Regions from separate parts of the Zea mays genome. Here region 2 is linked to region 1. A link is a contact called in public Hi-C data. All regions are on one chromosome and are shown on one strand. The core of a region is the stretch at or near the end of the contact, and the rest is flanking DNA. Distances in the headings are between cores, read along the strand shown.

What was found. A called contact is a pair of places that touch in the nucleus more often than the background predicts.
Region 2: a contact with region 1 is called in a Hi-C map of ear, with 2.7 times the contacts expected there. The contact joins two enhancer-like sites. A contact is called at or near these places in 4 of 25 Hi-C or Micro-C datasets (bundle sheath, ear, leaf and 1 more).

The regions. Positions count from the first base shown.
Region 1 is chr3:141,641,227-141,646,936 of Zm-B73-REFERENCE-NAM-5.0, forward strand. It overlaps LOC103650642 (a long non-coding RNA gene), which reads left to right and starts at 271. Exons shown (of 4, transcript XR_564297.2): 1 at 271-532; 2 at 1,197-1,269; 3 at 1,719-1,798; 4 at 2,247-2,330. Within about 2 kb of position 4,270, at least 14 of the 20 cell types and tissues checked have an H3K27ac peak or open chromatin away from gene starts, as enhancers often do. A contact at or near this core is called in bundle sheath, ear, leaf and 1 more, where this site is marked.
Region 2 is chr3:141,850,893-141,856,713 of Zm-B73-REFERENCE-NAM-5.0, forward strand. No RefSeq gene overlaps it. Among protein-coding and RNA genes, the nearest start is that of LOC100125635, 95 kb to the left of the region's middle. Within about 2 kb of position 1,834, at least 17 of the 20 cell types and tissues checked have an H3K27ac peak or open chromatin away from gene starts, as enhancers often do. A contact at or near this core is called in bundle sheath, ear, leaf and 1 more, where this site is marked.

The DNA.
Region 1 (5,710 bases), core at 3,020-5,519:
GCTGGGCATTTTACACCCCCGAACCGAACCCGAACCGAACCCGAACCTAAATAGACCGAATTGGTTGGTTTTTTGGGTTTCGGTTTTCGGGTTCGGTCCATAGATCGTACCTATTCGGTTATCGAGTTAGGGTTCGCGAGTTAGGGTTCGGTTTTTATATCGCGTAACCCGAATAGAAAAAAAAACCGAACACACATCACTCACCAGTCAGCCCAAGAGCCACTTGGCCCACTTAGCCAGCCACAGCCCAGTCACCTGGTCGTTCACTGCTCGGCCGCCGCCTGCCGCAGCCCGCCGTCCACTGGTCCCGCCTCCCGGCGTCCGCTCCACGCCTCCACTGCTCCCGGCGTCCGCTCCATTGCTACCATCGTCCGGCGTTCTGCTCCTGCGCCCTCCCTTTGATTCGTTGCCAGTTGTAGTGTCCGGGCAGATTTGAGCTGTGGCAGCAAGCAAGGATTGACGAAGCGTGCGTTCCCATCGCACCACCATGGGCTACACAGAGATCGACATCCGCCCCTCTGGGAGCGGCAAGGTACCGACCCCCTGCCCTTACAACTCCTAGAGCTCTACCCCTCACGCTGACCTTAGGGAGACAGGATGGTTTGCTCGCCTACTAGAGGACATGCTCTGATGGTGTTCCCTCTGCTACCATTTTTAGTTCTTGCTTGTTTCAATCAGGCATATTAGGTTTTGTACTAATCTGCTAGGGTTTTGCTTCACCTACGAGGCAATTTCCTTCTTCTCTGTTTTGGTTGGGGTTGGGTGGGATTAAGTTTGGTTAAACAATTCCCCTTTTGGATTAGAGGGGACATAGGATAATGAACTAATTTGCCAACTCAAGCCCCTGCTGTACACATGATTTAATCTTGGGTTACAGCACATGTACATGTACCTTTTAGATCGCTTGCAATTCTCCTGTACTGTGCATGGAGTCTCCTGTTATTTTTGTAAAGTGTATGTTCTACATTTTGAAATAGAACTGGATTGTGCATATTTTGTTCTACATGTAAAGTGTATGTTCTACATGTACCTTTTAGATCGCTTGCAATATGATTTATTTTAACACATATTTGAAATAGAACTGGATTGTGCATATTTTGTAAAGTGTATGTTCTACATTTTGTAATTCGTATTCTTCATTTTTCCTTTAGTTTTTCTCTTTCTACAACTCCTGTCTCTTTACAATCAAATTTCAGATGTGATAGATATTAGTATGAAAGATAAAAACTAGAATGCTATGCCTGTCAGAGGAGCTTTCTTCAGTTTCAGGTACTGCTCTGCTTTATTAGTCATCCAGCCGATGGATAATTTCTATACGTGTATCGCCCCTGCACTTTCAAACACTTATGTTCATTGTTTCCAATCACATAATTTTTTTCTTCTCTTAGATTTACTATGTGGTTGTGGTCTCAGTTTGGTTTGTAGGTTAATTTGTATACTCATGTGATTTTAGTTTTTCCGTGTATTTTATGTTCATTTAGTATGTCTTAATTTAGTTACTTTCAATTCTTGATGCTAATAATATGGATAGATTGCGACACTACTTTCTGGCTTGAGCAGAAATGAGTTTGTTGTATATAGCAGAATATAGTTGTCGTAGCTGGCAACAATGACCGCTCTTTGGATGATCTGAAAACTATTCTGTAGTCAGGTAGTTAAATATAGCTGAATATACATTATTATGTTTTATTAATCTTATTTGTTTTTTCTATCAAAAGAACACACCTCTCCATCTTTCGGTGCTTGGTGGATCACCGTCTAAACGATCCACCACCAGAACCGCCCAACCCCAAGATAGGTATGTGCAGGTTCAACTACTCATTTAGATATTGGTACAACCTGTAATAGACTGACTTTGGTACAATAGGATTTGGTTCTGCTATTCACTTTGTTTTTAGTTCCAAACAATCAAAAAATTGCATGTCCTTTAGGAAAAATATCACAGGAATATTAGTAATATAACACTGATAATAAAAAATGCTTTGATTCTATATATTTTTCATGTTATAAGGTTGAAAACATTCCGTCTCACGGATCAAAATGGGTACAAGGGGACGTACTGCATTTACAAATATATTTAACCATAATAAAACATCTTTGGAAAATGAATATCATTTTAAGTCCAAAAATGTTTTTGTTGAATGTTCATTAAGCTATAGTGAAGAGTAAACTTAGCATTTCTTTTCTATATCTCTCCCTCGTGCTCATGTCGCTGCAGTCTCCTCCATCCAACCTTTCCTACGCAGGCAGCTCCATCTCAGTCGTTGTACCCGTTCAATTCACACCAAGTGTCATTCTTCACTAGAGTGTCATTCTTCACTTTATGATTCCATGGTTTGAATGACCAATCATTTATGATGTTCGTGCTCGACTGATTCCTTGTACTATGGTATTCAATATAAGGTATTCAATATTTTCATTCATGCTGCTGAGGATGAGGTTTATATCTTATCTTGTTTATGTTTATATTTATATGAGCCATCAACTTAATGATGATTAACCTTGATTGCACCAGCTGAAGTTGGTGCATAAGTTTTGCCTCGCACTAATTTGATGTACTTTTTTCTAAGGTGTTCTGGACAAAGAAAGCTTGTACCTTAAAACAGGAGGATACAAGAAGCTGGAGTGGTTGTCTAAAGGCTTTTGAACTGCTTGAAGCATTAGTGTAGCTTTGGTGATTTTGTGACTGATCAGCTCTGGAGCAGCTAGAGTGATGTAGTTGTGGGCTTTTGAACAATAGCTGGAGTGATATGAAACATTAGTGATGTAGTTGTGGGCTTTTGAACTGCTTCAAGCTGGAGTGATGTCGCTGTGTTGCTTTTGTGACTGATCATCTCTGGAGCTTTTGTGAATGATCTAACTAGCTATATGTAAATGATCTAGTTGTGAATGGTATTATAATTGTGATGATTTTGTGAATATATAATTGTGGTGCTTTTGTGTTTATGTGATGGATCTATGACTGTGGTATACTGATTAACTATGTATGTCTTTATGGTTTGTGTATAAAAATCTGTGATTTGTGGTGCTTAATTAAATGTATATTATTATTACTAACAACTGTAAAAAGGGCGACTTTCTGTTGGTTGCTAAATGTATAGTATGACGACTTACAGTTGGTTGCTAAATCTATAGTACAGCAACCCATGGTTGGTCGCTAAATATACAATATTAGCAACGGACGGTCGGTCGCTAAAAAGATGTCGGTCGCTAAAGCCTTTAGCGACGGCACTTACAGCGACCATCTTTATGGGTCGCTAAAAGTTTTTAGCGACCAACCGTAGGTCGCTGAAGGCCGTTTTAGCAACCAACCGTAGGTCGCTGTAAGTGAACCGTCGTGTAGTGCGTACGTACGTACTCAAATTACAGTTGACAATAATACATTGTTGCATGTCCCGATCCAACTCGTATCTTAATTAGGTATATAGGGATATTTTAAGGCTTCAAAAGAGAATTAATTTTAGTCCAACAGTTAGGTCTTAAATAATGTTATTTAGCAAATAAATCAAAAATAAATAGTTGAAGTTTAAGAGGAAACATGGATAGTGCTTTAATGTATAGTGTACTATATTTAGAATTCGAGAGATCGATCTCTATAATCTCCTTAAAGAATGTTTTATTGTTCCATACGCTCTTACCTTGCACGTCCAAAAATGGTAAAGGAAAAACATGTGAATTAGTAAATGTGACTGGCAACAAGTTGAAAGCAGTGATTTTTAATATCCGTGTCCCACATGAGAAGTGAATTTAATTATTAATATTTAGACATCAAAATACTATGGAGTTATTAATATTATATTAAAACACTGTTTTGCGCGACCATATACATGATCTGTTGAAGATAGCCAAATTAATGAATGCACATATATACATAAATTATGTGACATATGTTATACTAGTATTTGTACACCGTACCTACCAGGAACTTGATGGATTTAGCTGGCGCGAATGCAGATGTGTGTAGTAGGTGGCGACTGCCCTCATTTATCATTCATGGATACAAACATCACACCTACCTCGCTTGATCCCATGCGTGCCCAATCTCACATGCATAAACTGGTTTCTAATTTAAAAAAAAAAGAAGAAAAGAAAATTTCTGATAGAGATCGGCCGGTTCTGGATTCGGAAAGTACTCCAGATGCGTCAAGTGGATGATGTCCTCGCCTAATTATAGCACTCCAACTACATATTATATACACTTGATTAAGCACGAGGCATGCATCATATATGGGCCGGGGTAGGTAGGCCTTCTAGAACGTCCACGAAATGATCGATGTATATATCATCATCGATCCTTGGACCACGTACGCATCATGCACAAGCACCTAGCGCAACACTACTGTGTGCAAGTCACATGCATTATTCCATGTATATAATATATATTTGTACGCTAGCTAGCTTTCGCTTTAAGTTGATAGCTAGGTATATACACCACTTGTAAACTATATATATTTATATTTTTTTGTTACATTCATTTTGCTATGTGTAATTAGCTATTCCCTCCGTCCGTCCCAAATTAAAATTCATGTTAGTTAATTAATAGATTCATACAAATACTTTGATGTATATATGTGTTTTATATAGGTGTCCAGATTCATCCGCGTCCATTTGAATATAGACATAAAAACCAAGAGATAAAACGACTAATATTTTGAAATGGGGAGTATAACACATATCTTAGCATCTCTGAAAAAAAATCAAAATGGTCTGTAATTTGAAACAAATGAAGTACAATAGTACATGTATGGTTGTTTAGTATATGACTATATATAGGTTGTTTGGTATAGTTCCTAGGTGTTTCAGCTCGTCTTGACAAAACACTATAGCTAGCTGTATCTTTAGAATTGTAACATAAAGCCGTTTTGGTTTTGGAGGTGAAAAAATAAACTACTCCCTCAATTTGTTTTTTATTTGTTGCCGATTAGTATAAAATTGAACTAGGTGGTGTCAAATAAATAATAATGGAGGTAATATATAGGAAGAAAATAATTCTGTGAAGCCACGATATCTAGCTAGTTTCACCTGTTCTTTGCCACCACAGTACAGTATAATCAACAGCCACGAGAAGCAAGAGGAGACGAGAACCATGCTAAACGGCCCGTCCGTGTATCGACACTGCTACTAGCTAATATGCCCTTGATTTAAAATTGTCTAATACGAAAATTGAAATAGAGTTTTAGTTTCTGTATTTGTTGATTTAGAAATTAAAATGAAATAAAATAGAGTGACTAAAAATTATTTCTTAGAAACCAAACACCATCTGAACTAAATAAAAAGTCTATCTTATTTAATTTGGGACCTCCGTGTTCCAAATTTTATCCCACGGAAACAAGAAAGTCCACGTCTAGAACTAGCTCAGAACTTGTTGCATTTCTACCAAGCTTATTTTCTCTTTTTTGCACCGACTCCAATGAGAAAAACTCGGTCGGAAGGGAAAGACCACACCCTCGTGGTATTATATTAATCAAAGGCCGTGACAGTGGTCGCGACCAAAAACCATGTGAAGCATGTTCTCCCATCACTAATGGGCTAGGTCAAGTTGTCCAGTCTACAAAGGCCATCTCTAATAGGCTGGGTCAAGCTACCCTCTCTGCAAAGGGTCCACCTAGACCCAAGGGTGGCACACAATCAAGCCGTAATCCGAGAGCGGACAAGAAACAACAAACATATTTTTTTACGAGGCCATGGATCGAACCCATGACTTAGTGAA
Region 2 (5,821 bases), core at 584-3,083, 210 kb after region 1:
ATCTGTCTCGTCATTTAGTTTGCATCTATGTAATTAGTTTTATAACTGAACTATATTTAATGCTTAAAATTGGTATTCAAACATCCGATATGACATGTACTAAACTTTAGTCGGGCCATCACGGAACCAAATACCCTCTTAGCAACTCTAGCATTAGCATCGATTGATTTACAACCAGAATGGATGTAATCATCGGTCCAATTCTAGCTTTCGAAGCCCTAAGATAAGTATTTAGTAAAAACTAGTTGCTGGCAAAAATTGGTGCTAAAAGCTATCTTAGAGTTAAAAAAAAGATAAAATCTACTTCTTAGTCATAAATGTCTCTATAACGGAGGAAACGTGTGAAACCCAAGGTTTTGTGTTTGGATCCAAGCACATGCCTGAAAATCATTACGTAACAACACTAGCATATGTAAAGCACATAAAAAGCCGGTGTGGTCGTGCTGAACCTAGGAACGACTAGGAGCGAGGACATGTGTTGTTTGGGCTACAGTGTATGTAATATTTTCTTTCTAATTATCTATTTATAAACATAAAAGTGAAGAAGATTACAAGCTCAAACACAACCCAGCAGCAAGACTTGGCTCCCCTCACGTATTGGTTGCTGTGGGAGTTCTAGCCTAAAGGTTCTGATCCACTTTTATGCATGCCCTATATTATATTTAGAGTGAATTATATCCACCTAGAGTCCCCTTCTAAGTGATATCATGCCCCCCTTTTATAGCGTGAGGGAGGAGAAAGGTTAAACTAGTTGAACCTTAGATCCCATCAACTAAGACCCAACTACCCCATTCTTATGTTGTTCGTGGAGTCATGCCTAGAGCCATGCCTTTGGTTTTATCATAGTATGGGCGGAGATGTCCTTCTCCATAGTCGACTACCATACCTATCACAGGGGCGGTTATGATATATCACATCCATGGGCATTGGGGTCGTGCCTTTGGGTATGATGTAGTTGGTATCTGGTGTAGGATTTTATAGTTTGATAATACTTTATGTATACCTACATGGGTAGATCTGGCTATAGTATCAATCCACGTATTGAATAGTTGTCTCAAGTACCCTACAACCTAAATCGTGGCAACATCATGCTTATCCACCTTGTAATGCTTCTCATCTCTCATTTAATACTCCCTCCGTTTCTTTTTATTTGTCGCTGAATAGTTTAATTTTGCACTATTCAGCGACAACTAAAACGAAACGGATGGAGTATGTTCTACATAAGACTTATTCAATAAGCTAATAATGCTATGGATACATCAACAGACCATTAGATGCGTGGGGTTACTTCCTCAGAGTCGTATAATCTTTGGTGGGCCTAGGCACATATCCTAAATCGTGGCAATATCATATATTGCCGTATACTACACACGTACTTTATTTTCTAGTAGGAAATATGTATTTGATTCTATTAATTAATCATCAAGCTCACTGTGTATGCACGTGTTATTAATTGATCAGTAAACTGAACTCTGACGGCGATTCCGATGGTCATCCTACATTTGGCGGTGGTAGTTGGTGGTTGGTAGCACAATGACACCACTCAGGGCCAGGGCGCGCGGCAGCCGCCTACGAACAACCACCCATAGTGCGAGTGCGTAGCTAGTTCCTTTATTTGTTGCATGAGCACCCCCCGGCCCTGCTTTCTGTATGTCAGCTAACCCTCCATCACCTTTCTAAAAAAATAAAAAAAAATAAAAACCTCCAGTGTCCTTTCAGTAGGCTGGGACAAAAACTTTAGTTTGTCACTACTTGAGGAAGAAGTGCTGTTTGTGTGGGGCCTTCACGTTCTAGAAGCTAAGGTGGTGGCCCCCACGCACCCGGCCGGTGGCTAGCCCAGCCCACCAATGGTAAGATGAAAATGGACTCACGGGCTGTCCTTATTATCTGACTGAGACATCAGATGCTACCAGCGAAGTGTGGAGACATATAGCTCACGGTAATTACGACATGCATCGCGCTTATTTATATGTTTTTGAGAAGAAAAAATCATTGCTTTGCTTCGAAGATCGTAATAATAATAATATATACACAGACGGTAATATCGATCATGGCTCATATAGCTGAAAACAAAAGGAAAACAAGTTGACACTAGGATAATCATATATATTGATGCAATCGGGTAACTAAGACATAACTAGAGCTAGAATACTCTCTTTTTAAAAAAATATCTAGAAAAGGTGTCGCAAGAGTTGTTTTGAAAGAAATACTTTTTAAAACTTTCACTTTTATTGAAAGAAATATCAAGGAGTCAGAAGGTGTAAGAGTTGCTCTAACCCCCCTAGCTAGAGGTGTGACTAACAAGTAAACAACATGAACAAAAGGGCGCAACATCAATGATGATGAGGCAAGCTGCTTCTTGGGGTTCTTCTAGAGACTTGAGGTCATGAGGCGACAGACAGTACGCTTCAGTTGATGTACTTGACAATAGAAAGATGAAGATTCCCACTACAAGTTTACATCAAACCAAAGATATATGGAGGGTGCACTAAGCAGGCTACTAACCCTTCTAGAAGCTCGGTAGTTAGCATAGCTAGCTAGGGTTGGTTGTGATCAGGCACGTACTACTAGAAGAGCAGCTGAGGCAGATCTATGTCATGGCATCACAACTGTACCTAACTGAAAAAAAAAAGATGTGTGTACCTGTTGAACCGATATTTTAACCAATTAATATCCACCAGCAGCCCACTTCATCATATGATTTTTAAGCACGCAAATAATTCAATCCGTTATCTCACATACTCCCTCCATATATTCAAATATAAGTCGTTCTAGACAAGGTTTGAATCAAACTTGATAAACTTTGACTATACACAACAGTTTTATTATTTAGTTTTGAACCTAATATAATAGTCATGACTTGTCTTTAAAAAGTACTTTTACAAAAGTACGATGGTATTAGAAGTTCATTTTGTATTTTAACCAAAACAAACTTTGATCAAAGCTATATTTTGAAGACAGTTTCTTTGTCCTAAAATTCAGACCTCGAGGAAGTAAGATATGTATGTTTGAGATAAGCTGTGGACGATGGTCCTATTGGTCTCTGACATTTTACCGCATTGGATTTTAGGTTTTTATATCACTCTTCATATATTCAACGCGGGAAATCCAGGAACTTTTGGAGGTTTTAGTAATTTACAACATCATATATTTCAGTGGTCATCAAAAATTAACTTATTCTCGATGGCTAACAATAGTTCCCAAAAATAAATCTGTTATTTTTGGTGGCCTCATATCAACTATCAAAAATATCTATTACTTTCAGAAGTTAAACCTCAGTCGCCAAAAATAAAGGGACCAAATGCTCTCTATGAGTTGGTTCTTTGCAACTCTTGCACGTTGAATCGCTCAAAACCGTGTACAAGCTTGAGTTGGATCACCCATAAGCTCCTCTGATGGTCACCACACTCCCAATCGCCATCTAGACATCTAGGTGATGTTGATCAGTAAGAGTAGCATGCACCAACTCTCACTTAACCTAACCCGGTCTAATGAAGGTGGTGGATGCACACAATCTACACCACCAGACATGTATGGTGCTACAACAACACCACTAACTCACTTGTTTCGATCGCTTTGTGAGTTGGATTTTGTTTTAAACTTCTCATGGGTTGTCATAGGTTTATCTTGCACTAGTTTTCACAAGTGTACACCCCATACCTAACTAGACTTGCCTAGGTCAAGCTACATGTTTCATGCCCCCATTAATAGTACAGCCAAAGGAAAAATAAGGTCCTATCACTACTCCAAGTGTTCAACTACTTCATTGACACTTAGAACTAGGTGATCAATAACCTTCCTGGTCATCTTTTGAATCCCACCAATGATTTCCATTAGTGATGGCATGAATACCACATAAGCCCAAATATCTTCCAATATTGTGACGACCTAACTTACCTTGTTTCTGCAAAATACACATTAGTTGCAATAATCTTATGTTATCATTAATCACTAAAATCAAACTAAGGCCTAGATGCTATCAATTGCTCAAACAAAACTCGAGAAATTCCAAACTCACTAGGAAACAAAACTTCACCTTTACTTGGTCCTTGGACGCCCTTTCTTTACTATCGTCACTCTCTCAAGCCATACAAATTCACATAGTGATTTGAATCAACATTGAGCATACATTGGAACCCATATAGTGGTAACTATCTTCATCAACATTGATTTCCTTGACCAATTAAGCTAGCTCTCTAAGTTAGACTGTCACATATGCAAGACATCGTTTAACATGCATATAACCAACTCAAATATGCTTGCCTTCATTTGGCACTTAGATATACTACCATGATATATAAGTTATTTAATCAATTCTATTTGCATTGTTGTCTTTTTTTTCCTTCAACAAAGTTGTCTTCACAACAACACACAATATTTTGGCTATTGGTTTCAACACACTATATGGAACATCGATCACCATGTCGCCTTTGTCATATATTGAAGAGCTTTGATACACGCATTAAATGATCCAACATTTCATATCCCAAGTGTACGTAATTTAATCAATTACTTGTTCCCCATATTGAGCAAAATTCTTACTTATTTAATCATGATGATGCCAATCAATCATACGAAACCATTTATTAAAGGGTTAGATGATGAGGTTGTGTATGACGATCGAGGCCGATCGCCACCACCAACTGCTAGCTCTGCCGCTTCCCTTACGGATGAACGAGCGTCGCGTCGCGCGTTAGGTGCAGCTAGCGCGCACGTATATATACGTAGGCATGCGCGCGGCACTCGCCAGCTGCATGCATCAGGAGCTTCCTCCAGTAAATAATTCTGCCCGGCCGCCTCTCTGCCAGGTACGTTAATTCCATGACGACGTCGTACGAGGACTATTCTCGATCGCGATTCGCGAGGCCACGCACGATTATTGCGTGCATGCATGTGCTCTTCGATCTTCTTTGTTGCTGATGACTCATTGACAGACATAGATTTAAAAATGTAGTATATGTTCTCGTACGTGAGACTCGGCAAATTGATTGAGACTGTGTGATACAAACAGAGTAGATGCCGTTCAGACTTTATTATATGACTGACGCCGCAGCTGATAATAATAGCTAGCAACACTGAAACAGACGGTTAAAAACTGTTGATGTTACGACAATAGCTACGTTGGTCTGATCTCTGATGCCGTTCAGACTTAGACGTGATTGAAAATCTGCAATGCAAGACGCGGTCAACACATAAATTAAAGATCCATGCATGAATTATGGCCATTGAATTGATAGATAGACAATAATATAATCAGTCAACGTTGCTACTAGCTAGCTATAGTAGTTCGATCGGAGACAAATCTTCTGTAGCGTTTCGTTTGATTAGTTGCGGAGGCTCAGTTTGTCTTGCATATGCGCAGAACCTTGAGAGGTAGCTGCTAGACTCGCGATTAATCTCGTGTCTTCATCACGTAATCATCTAGGAGAATATATATAACAGAAGAAAGACTTTGGCGTGTGTGGATTCATCTACCGTCTGTATTTTCCGGGCACCGCCAGCTTTGCATATAATGTGCTTGCACTTCATCGATTCAGAAATTCAAAGGCTCTGAACTTTCCAAACTGAAAGGCTTGATTTGACGTTTCTGATGATCCAAGCCTCGGTAGAACAGTTTGGAGATCGCAATGAGGACGTACGCATGCCTTGCCCTTCCCAACTTCATTAATTGTCTCAGATGCCGACGCATATATATAGATAATATATAAGAACTTTTTCAAAGACATCAAAGGCCCTATATATTGTACCCCTATGTCTGTCTAGTTTGGAGTAGATCTCTTCTCTTACATGCTCGAGTTTACATTATTGGTGTCGATTGTTG